Regions from separate parts of the Gossypium hirsutum genome. Here region 2 is linked to region 1. A link is a contact called in public Hi-C data. All regions are on one chromosome and are shown on one strand. The core of a region is the stretch at or near the end of the contact, and the rest is flanking DNA. Distances in the headings are between cores, read along the strand shown. Region 1 holds the start of LOC107899665 (DNA-binding protein S1FA). Region 2 holds the start of LOC107899675 (interactor of constitutive active ROPs 2, chloroplastic).

What was found. A called contact is a pair of places that touch in the nucleus more often than the background predicts.
Region 2: a contact with region 1 is called in a Hi-C map of leaf, with 1.9 times the contacts expected there. The contact joins the promoter of LOC107899675 here to the promoter of LOC107899665 in region 1. A contact is called at or near these places in 2 of 34 Hi-C or Micro-C datasets (both in leaf).

What each region holds. Positions count from the first base shown.
Region 1 is chrD04:42,932,545-42,936,557 of Gossypium_hirsutum_v2.1, forward strand. It overlaps LOC107899665 (DNA-binding protein S1FA), which reads left to right and starts at 1,861. Exons shown (of 2, transcript XM_016825433.2): 1 at 1,861-2,306; 2 at 3,124-3,472. The coding sequence starts at 2,277. The coding sequence ends at 3,342. It overlaps LOC107899663 (L-type lectin-domain containing receptor kinase VIII.1), which reads left to right. Exons shown (of 1, transcript XM_016825431.2): 1 at 1-605. The coding sequence ends at 315. LOC107899664 (cell number regulator 8) reads right to left here. Exons shown (of 3, transcript XM_016825432.2): 3 at 3,811-4,013.
Region 2 is chrD04:43,115,225-43,119,198 of Gossypium_hirsutum_v2.1, forward strand. LOC107899675 (interactor of constitutive active ROPs 2, chloroplastic) reads left to right here and starts at 1,258. Exons shown (of 4, transcript XM_016825444.2): 1 at 1,258-1,567; 2 at 2,600-2,683; 3 at 2,998-3,181; 4 at 3,342-3,974. The coding sequence starts at 2,664.

The sequences.
Region 1 (4,013 bases), core at 611-3,110:
GAAGGGAGATTGTTAGCTGCAGCTGATGCCAGGCTGGAAGGTAATTTCAATGAGGGTGAGATGAGGAGGGTCCTCCTGGTGGGGTTAGCATGTTCACACCCTGACCCACTGGCTAGACCCACAATGAGAGGCGTGGTCCAAATGCTGGTGGGGGAAGCCCAGGTCCCAATTGTTCCAAAAGCTAAACCCTCAATGAGTTTCAGCACTTCTCATCTATTGTTGAGCTTGCAGGACACTGTATCTGACTGCAACGATATGATAAACTTCTTCAGTTCCTCGTCAGAAAATAGCCACATTGGTCCGGACCTTGTCTAATAAATAATAAAAGGGCTGAGTTCCCCAATAACATGTAAAAGCACAAGTTTTAGGGAATTGGGGACAAAGAAAAATGGTGGGGGGAGTGATTGAAGGTTGCCTAGTTGATTCCACAAGCAATCCCCATTGTCAAAGGGCAGACATGGGGGTTTGAGTAGACACTTGGTAAAGTACAGTGAAAAATGTTTCATATTTATTATTTTATTTTATTTTTAATTAAGAAACTTTATTGAGTGGCGGTTGGTCATGGATCAAAGCAATGAAGGAAAGAATCATCATTTTTTATAAAATTGTTTAATTGGGTAATAAGGAAAATGAGAAAGCAATTACATGGAGTGGGTTGTTTGGGAGAAAAGTATGTACTAAACTTGATTCTAAACTTATTTCTGATTACTTCCTTTTTAAACACTTTTATTCAGAAGCACGTCTCTTTTTGTATCTCTTTTAAAAGGAGGAAAAAGTCAAAGGTGCCCACAACCAGTTGCTGGATTAAGCATTTCTTAATACTAACTACTACTATTGTCTTGGTTCAAGTCCCTCTCTGACCCCCCCCCCCAATTCTGGTGCTCAAAACTCAGTTTTTAGAGGCAACTTTACCTCAATTTTACAAAAAAAAAAATCATTTTTACCCTACATTTATTTTATTTTTTTAACTCTTAAACTTATGTTTTTTTTTTGAAATCACCCTAAAATGGATAAAAGAAATTAAACGTTTTCTATTTTGCTGACGTGACATACACATAGATTATTATGTGGATGACACATCAGCATTTAATTAATTTTTTAAAATTTAAAAAATTTATTTAAAAAAATATAATTTTTCTAAATTTTTTTAAAAAAAATCAATGGCATATGCCACATTAGCATAATGCACAAACATCAACTTTTCCATAATTTTTGGGTTGCTTTGGCAAAAAAATACAAGCTATGAGAGTTAAAAAAAAGATGGAAAAAATTGAAAACTAAAATAATGATGAGATATTTTGATGTAAAAGTAATAATTTATAAATGACTAGAATAATTGAAACAGTATGATGAACTTAATTAAATAATAATAATTATAATTATAATATAATATTGTAAACATCTTTTTATTTGTAACGGGTACTCTGCCATGATACATAGGTTCTACTATAACCTAAAAACAATAAAAGTAAAAGTAACCCTCCAAGTCCCATAAAACTCACTGGATTTTACCCAATCCACTGGGCCGTGTTACTATCTGGGTTCAAAGTCCAATTATCAGTTGGATCCATTCAACTGCCAAATGGATATCCGAATTCGTTTGATTACCAGAAACCGGTTTTTGTTTTTGTTATTTTGGTTCCCAACTTGTGTTAGTGAGGAGCTCCAACCTTGAGTTCGCACTTGTGTCACGGGCCGCAGTTCAAAGCCCGTGACCAGCGCACCAAATGCATCCAATGGAGGTCTGTTGCTCAGATGGGGATCATTTGGCCTACGAGAACTGGCCCGATTCAAAGAGCTGTTGGACAGGCCTGTCACATTGAAGCCTGATGGGCCCGATAATGAAGATAGGACTATGTAGTCTTGGAAGTTCTAATTGTACACAGCTTCTAATTCTGTAAACTTAGAGTCCTAATTGAATACAGCTTTTAATTGTAGCCATCGATTTTGGGGGAGCTCAACTATAAATAGAGAGCCTCCCCTCATTTGTACTAACTCCTGAATTTTACTCAAACTTTTCTCTCAAGCGTTCTTGCTTTTGTTCATCTTTCAAAGATCGTTCTTAATTCGTTCTTCCACTGTTCTTCGTGGAAACTTTAAGGGAATTCTGTTGAATCCTTTATTGTTGCGAGTTGAGCTGACTTAGGCGTTTTTACGGTTGAATCCTTTATCGGTGGAAGTTAGGCTGACTTAGGCGTTTTTAAGCCAAAAAACTGCCTAAGGCCGCACGGATGTGTGGGAAAACTCCAAGTCCGTGACACTTGGACTTGGCAGTCATGTCAGACGAGTTCGAGTTCGCCGATAAGGTCCCTCCCTCCTTTGATCGCTTGGTTTTGCTCCCCTTAATTTCAATGGCTTTTCACTGAGATGAGATCCGTGCTAAATCAGTTCAAATTTAGAGATCTGGTTTTGTTTCCTTTGCTTATTACTTGTTACAGTTCCGATCTAGTGCAGTGGTGCTTTTTCAAATTAATTCCCATTTTTTTAGACTTTTTCTTGCTCTTTCTCATGCTTAATTAAGATATTGTTACTTGTTTATTTTTGCATGCAAACTTATCAAACTATCCTGTTTTTTTTTCTTCTTCTTCTCGATATTTTGATTGAAATAAAGCTGCAACATCGTGGAAACTATTAACACTATCTTTATGTGGGATTTGATCAGTCAATTTGGGTTGGGTTCTTTTTGTTCATCCATACCTCTCCACAATTCTGACTGAAAAAACATAAAAGAACAGTGAAAGATGAAAGCTTTAGTTGACTGCCTGAAAATTCTTCATTCAGTTTGCGATACATCCGATAATTTCGTCAACAATCTACTTAAAACACAGACATAGGTATTTGAATTATCAGTATCCATGGATAAATTTCTGGGGTCTCAATGTAAGTGTGATCTCTTAAAATCTTGATGATAGATGTATATGTTTTGCAGAAATGTTTGTATGCACGTATACTTCATAGAATCTTTCATGTAGCAAGGATCTTTTGTAGTAGGGCTAAGTTTTCCTGTTTGCTCTCTATGGTATTTTGAAAAGATTAACAGGCTGAAGACAAGTATTGAGCAGCTAGTTGTCTTTATGTGCAAAATTACATGCGTGATGACTTTAGTTTCTGCTAATGCAATAGGGAAACAAGATTATTTATCAAACTGAGGCCAAAGGATTCAATCCTGGCTTGATAGTGCTGCTGGTTGTTGGGGGGCTACTGCTAACATTCCTTGTTGGGAACTATGTACTTTACTCGTATGCACAGAAGACTCTTCCACCTAGAAAAAAGAAGCCAACATCAAAGAAGAAGATGAAGAAAGAGAGGCTGAAGCAAGGAGTTTCTGCACCAGGAGAATAACAATTTTCTTCCTGTTTAGTTTCCAGAGAGTTGTCTTGGTTGAGCAAACATCTTAATCTCATATTTGGTAGACTAGGAGGTAAAATACTGATTTTCTGTTTCATTAATTGCAGTTTATCTGTCTCATATCTATTGCCCTCTACTCTTTATTTCCTTTTCATTTTCCATATGAACTATTCGTAGGAACAAATCACCCCAAACAATGTCTACTTGTGTGTTCTTATACCTATACATGTTCGAACTAAGATTTAATCCTTTTATATATATATATATATATATATAAGAAAAACCTGAAAACAATATATTAAGTATACTCGCATTAGATGATTAACATGGATTCTATAAGTTAAATTCAACCCTATGAATCCAACATGAGTTTATTCAAGAACTAGGAGATATGAAAAAGAGACAGAAAAAAAGTATTAACTGTGAATTGTGAAAGCACCAATTTCTTTTAAGAAAAAGAAATAGAAAAGAAGTGTAATATTTACTATATTATACACATAAAATACTTAAAAACCATATGTCCATCAATATGTTATTGTGCTTGACCACAACAAGCAATCAAACTTCAGTGGGTAGAGTTTGAACAACATAGATAACCTTCAACACAATTTTATCGCATGACATCACGCTGACAAAAACATGGACAAGGCGGCAACAAGCTATTC
Region 2 (3,974 bases), core at 8-2,507, 180 kb after region 1:
TTTGACAATTGGTTGCATGTGTGATTTATGACTATTACAGTTAGTACACCGATATATATTCTACATTTCAAAAAGACTCCTATGAATTTATGAATACAATCAAATAGATATGATCCATATTCTAACACTTACAATCATGAATGGAAGGATACTTTAGTTGAGATGAAAATATCAAAATTGACCTAAAACAAAAAGAATGTAAATTCCAATGTTGTTGTTTAGCTGCACCCTTTGAATTGAATAATTCACTTCCTTGAATGACTTTTTGTTTTTAAATTAAATGAAGATTGAAGTAAAGTCATAGCTAAAAATTACTACTTAATTATATTTGATTATTGTGGTTTGTTTGTATTTTAGGAGAAGGATACATGCCAGTTTCTTATGGATGAATCAACTCTGTTTTTATATGCTTTGACATCAATTGATTAATTCTAGAGTTAAAAAAAAGAAGAAGGAGAAACCGAGTATGCATATTCGGACGGTGAGAAATGAGTAAATCGAATCGAGTTAATTGAAAAAATCGAAAAAAATTTTCATATTTCGAGTTATTTGAATTATTCGAGTTGAATTTCACAATTCAAATAACTCGAATAATTTGAATAACAAATTGGTATAAATATCCTTTTAGTCATTGTCAACTTTAAGAATAAGTAAATTAGTTTCTATCTCAACAGAATTACAAAAAAAAATCAAAATAATTTTCAAAAAATTCAAAATAATTTTTAAATCTAAAATATTTATAAAAAAATCAAAACTTGTACTTAAATTTTTTTAAAAAAAATACTAAAAAGTATATAAAAAAGTTAAAATTTTTTAAAAAATTTAAAATAATAATTTTGAATTAATTAATGATTCAAATTTATCATACTCAAGTATCTTAATTTTTATTATTTTATTTTGAATTTTTTTTAAATATATATAATTTTAAATTTATTTGTTAACCCATATGATAACTTGATAATCAAAGTTATTTATCACCTCATGTGATCTGGGTTTGAATTTAATTTTATCTAATTTAACTGAAAATTTCTTCACCGATCCAAATCCTAATTAAAACAAAAAAGAAAGAAACTGAGTATGCAGCTAGTTTTAACCTTGGGTTGGGACTTGGGAGCCTCAACAGCACCAATCATAACGTAGCAGCAGTTGAGTAAGGAGAGGAGCGTCAAACAGCGCGTGAAAAAGGAGCGTGGTGCTTTAATCAATCACAATCTCCTGTATAGGTAAACGTCCCTATAAGCCAATAGCTTTTGCTTCCTCTTTCCCTTCACTGACATTCAACAAAAACAGTAAAACAAACAAAAGTAAGAAAATATATAAAAGAAAGCGAGCTTCTCAAAAAAAGAAGAAAATATAAGAAAGAGAGACTTGGCCTTAGGGAACCTGAGCAGTGAGCATTGATAGAGCAGGAAAAGAACCTCAGCTCCAAGAGAAGCTTTAACTTAACCAACCCTGTTTGGTTTTGGGTTTTCCAGGGTTCATTATTTCCAAGCCTTTTACATTTGTTCTTTTTCCTGAAAATATTAACTGAAGCTAGCTATCTCAAGGACTACCATCCATCCTTCAGGTAAAAACTAAAAACCCAGCTCTGTTTTCTCCTTATCCTTTCTGTTAAACATGTATGTTTCAGGTTATATTTCATTTTTCAGCAATGTAAATTTCTAGTGGTGTTCATGTTCCTTTAGTTCCTTCATCAGAAAAGATTGTTTCTAAATGTGTTTAAGAGTGAGTAGGTTTTGCTTTATGTTAACAATTATATCTGTCTCTCTCGTTCTTCATACCCTTTTTTCCTGCTTGCCTTTTTTTATATATCCTTGAAACTATGTCTTCTTCAAGTTCATCTACTCCATTTTGCATTGTTCATTTAATTCTTTCTTCCATGTTTTACTTTCAAAGTTATCAAGCAAAATTTGGGGAAGATAAACGAGATTTTTCATGGAGTTATAGAGCTTTTTGGTCTTAAATTTGCAGGAGAAAATGGAAATATAGGAAAAAGTAGTTTTATTGGATTGGTTGGGTACACCCCACTGCCACATTTTTTCATTAAGAACATAATGTTTCAGTTTTTTGGTCCAAAAGTAATGTAAATAAACAAATTTTAATTCCAAACTGAGTACGAGCAGTCCCTCATGGATTATTAATTTACTTCGTTCATTTCTAGCTGGTCCTTCGTGGTTTCAATAATGTGGGATCTCCTTTTTTGATCGTTGGTTTCAATAATGTGTTGTGTAGCAAATCTTTCACTAGAGACAGAGAGAGTGGAAAGATGGTTTTTTTTTAATAATATCATCATATTTGCTCTTTTTTAGATAATGCCTAGAACTACTCATAGCTCCTCCCAACTCATAAATTGGAGAATAATCCACTTCAGCGTACTCGAACACATGTATGGCAACTTTATTTTTCCTTTCATTTTAAATTAGGTCATTTTGGTTCTGGTTGGTAGTAGTGGAATTAGTTTCTGTGGAGTTTCTTCGAAGGAATTGTATTTGATTGTTTGTTGGTTAAGGCTTGATATACATTCCAGCTTGCACAACCTCTACATCTATAATATCAGAATCTACCCAATGTAACTTCTCAATCCATGATTTTTTTGCAGCTTGTGTGGGCCAAGTCGGGTTTGAAGCAGAGCCCTTTTACCAGTTCAAGGGGATATATAAATCATGCAGACCCCAAAAGCAAGGTAAGATCCTCATTAGTTGCACGGTATATTGTTAAACCCTTTTTTCACCCCCTTTGAAGTAGGGCAGTTTGTAGTTGTTTAGCTTGTGCTTGAAAAAATGGTTGCAACATTAACTTCTTTAAGGTGGGTGACTGCTTAGCTATGAAGTTGTTAGTAAGCTATCGATCCGCCCTGCATTATGATTGGTTATATAGAAAGTTGTAGAAGTAGTTACAACCTCCTGAAAGAAGCTCTTGTATGATGTAATAGTAGTCATCGACTAGAAGCTTCATTGATGTTTTTTTACTTGTATCGAGTTTCATTGTTTTTGGCAGTAAAACAAGCCCCCTAGAAGTGCCTCAGAGAAACTCTTCTGCTACACCTCGAACTTCTCATCAAATGAAGATATCAGGATCTGATGCTGGCACGGTTTCATCCCCAAATCCTGCAAGTAAGACACCCAAAGATAGAAGTCCGAAGGTTACTGAGCGTAAAGCATTGAGAAGCCCGGTATCTGAGGTATTCTTTGGTCACTTATGAATGGTTAAGAATAGGATGATGCTTACCGTAATGAAATCTGCAAATTGTTTTCCGTTATTACCGGATAGTTGTCTGTTTTTACTTCTCCACTTGATTACTCGCACTGACAAAATGTCCAAATGTTTGGTGTGAGCTCTAGAAAAAGCGTGCAAGCCGAGTGACCGAACTGGAAGCGCAACTCACTCAACTTCAGGATGATCTAAGAAAGACCAAGGATCAACTGACTGCTTCCGAGTCATGGAAGAGGCAAGCCATGCAAGATGCTGAGGAGGCTAAAAAGCAGCTATCAGAAATGTCAGCCAAGCTTGAAGAATCCGAACAGCAGTTGCTGGAAATTTCTGTCTCTGAGGATGGTCGGGTTCAAGAACTCCGTAAGATCTCACAAGAACGAGATAGAGCATGGCAGTCAGAACTCGAGGCTGTCCAGAAGCAGCACTCGATGGATTCTGCTGCCTTGGCTTCTGCTTTGAATGAAATCCAGAAGCTTAAAGCTCAGCTGGAAAAGGCATATGAATCAGAAGCCATTCAAACTAAACATGCTGAATCCGCATATGCTGAAATTCAGAACTTGAGGATTGAACTGACTAAAACTCTTTCCTTGGTTGAAACACTTAAGTCTGAGATCAATAACTGCAGAGAATCTGAAGCCCAGGCCGTTGAAGTTGTTAGCGAAACAGAAATGCAACTGGAAGCAGCAAATAAAACCGTGGAAGTACTGCGATCCGATGCCACCAAAAGGACCGAAGCTTACAACAAATTGTCATTGGAGTTA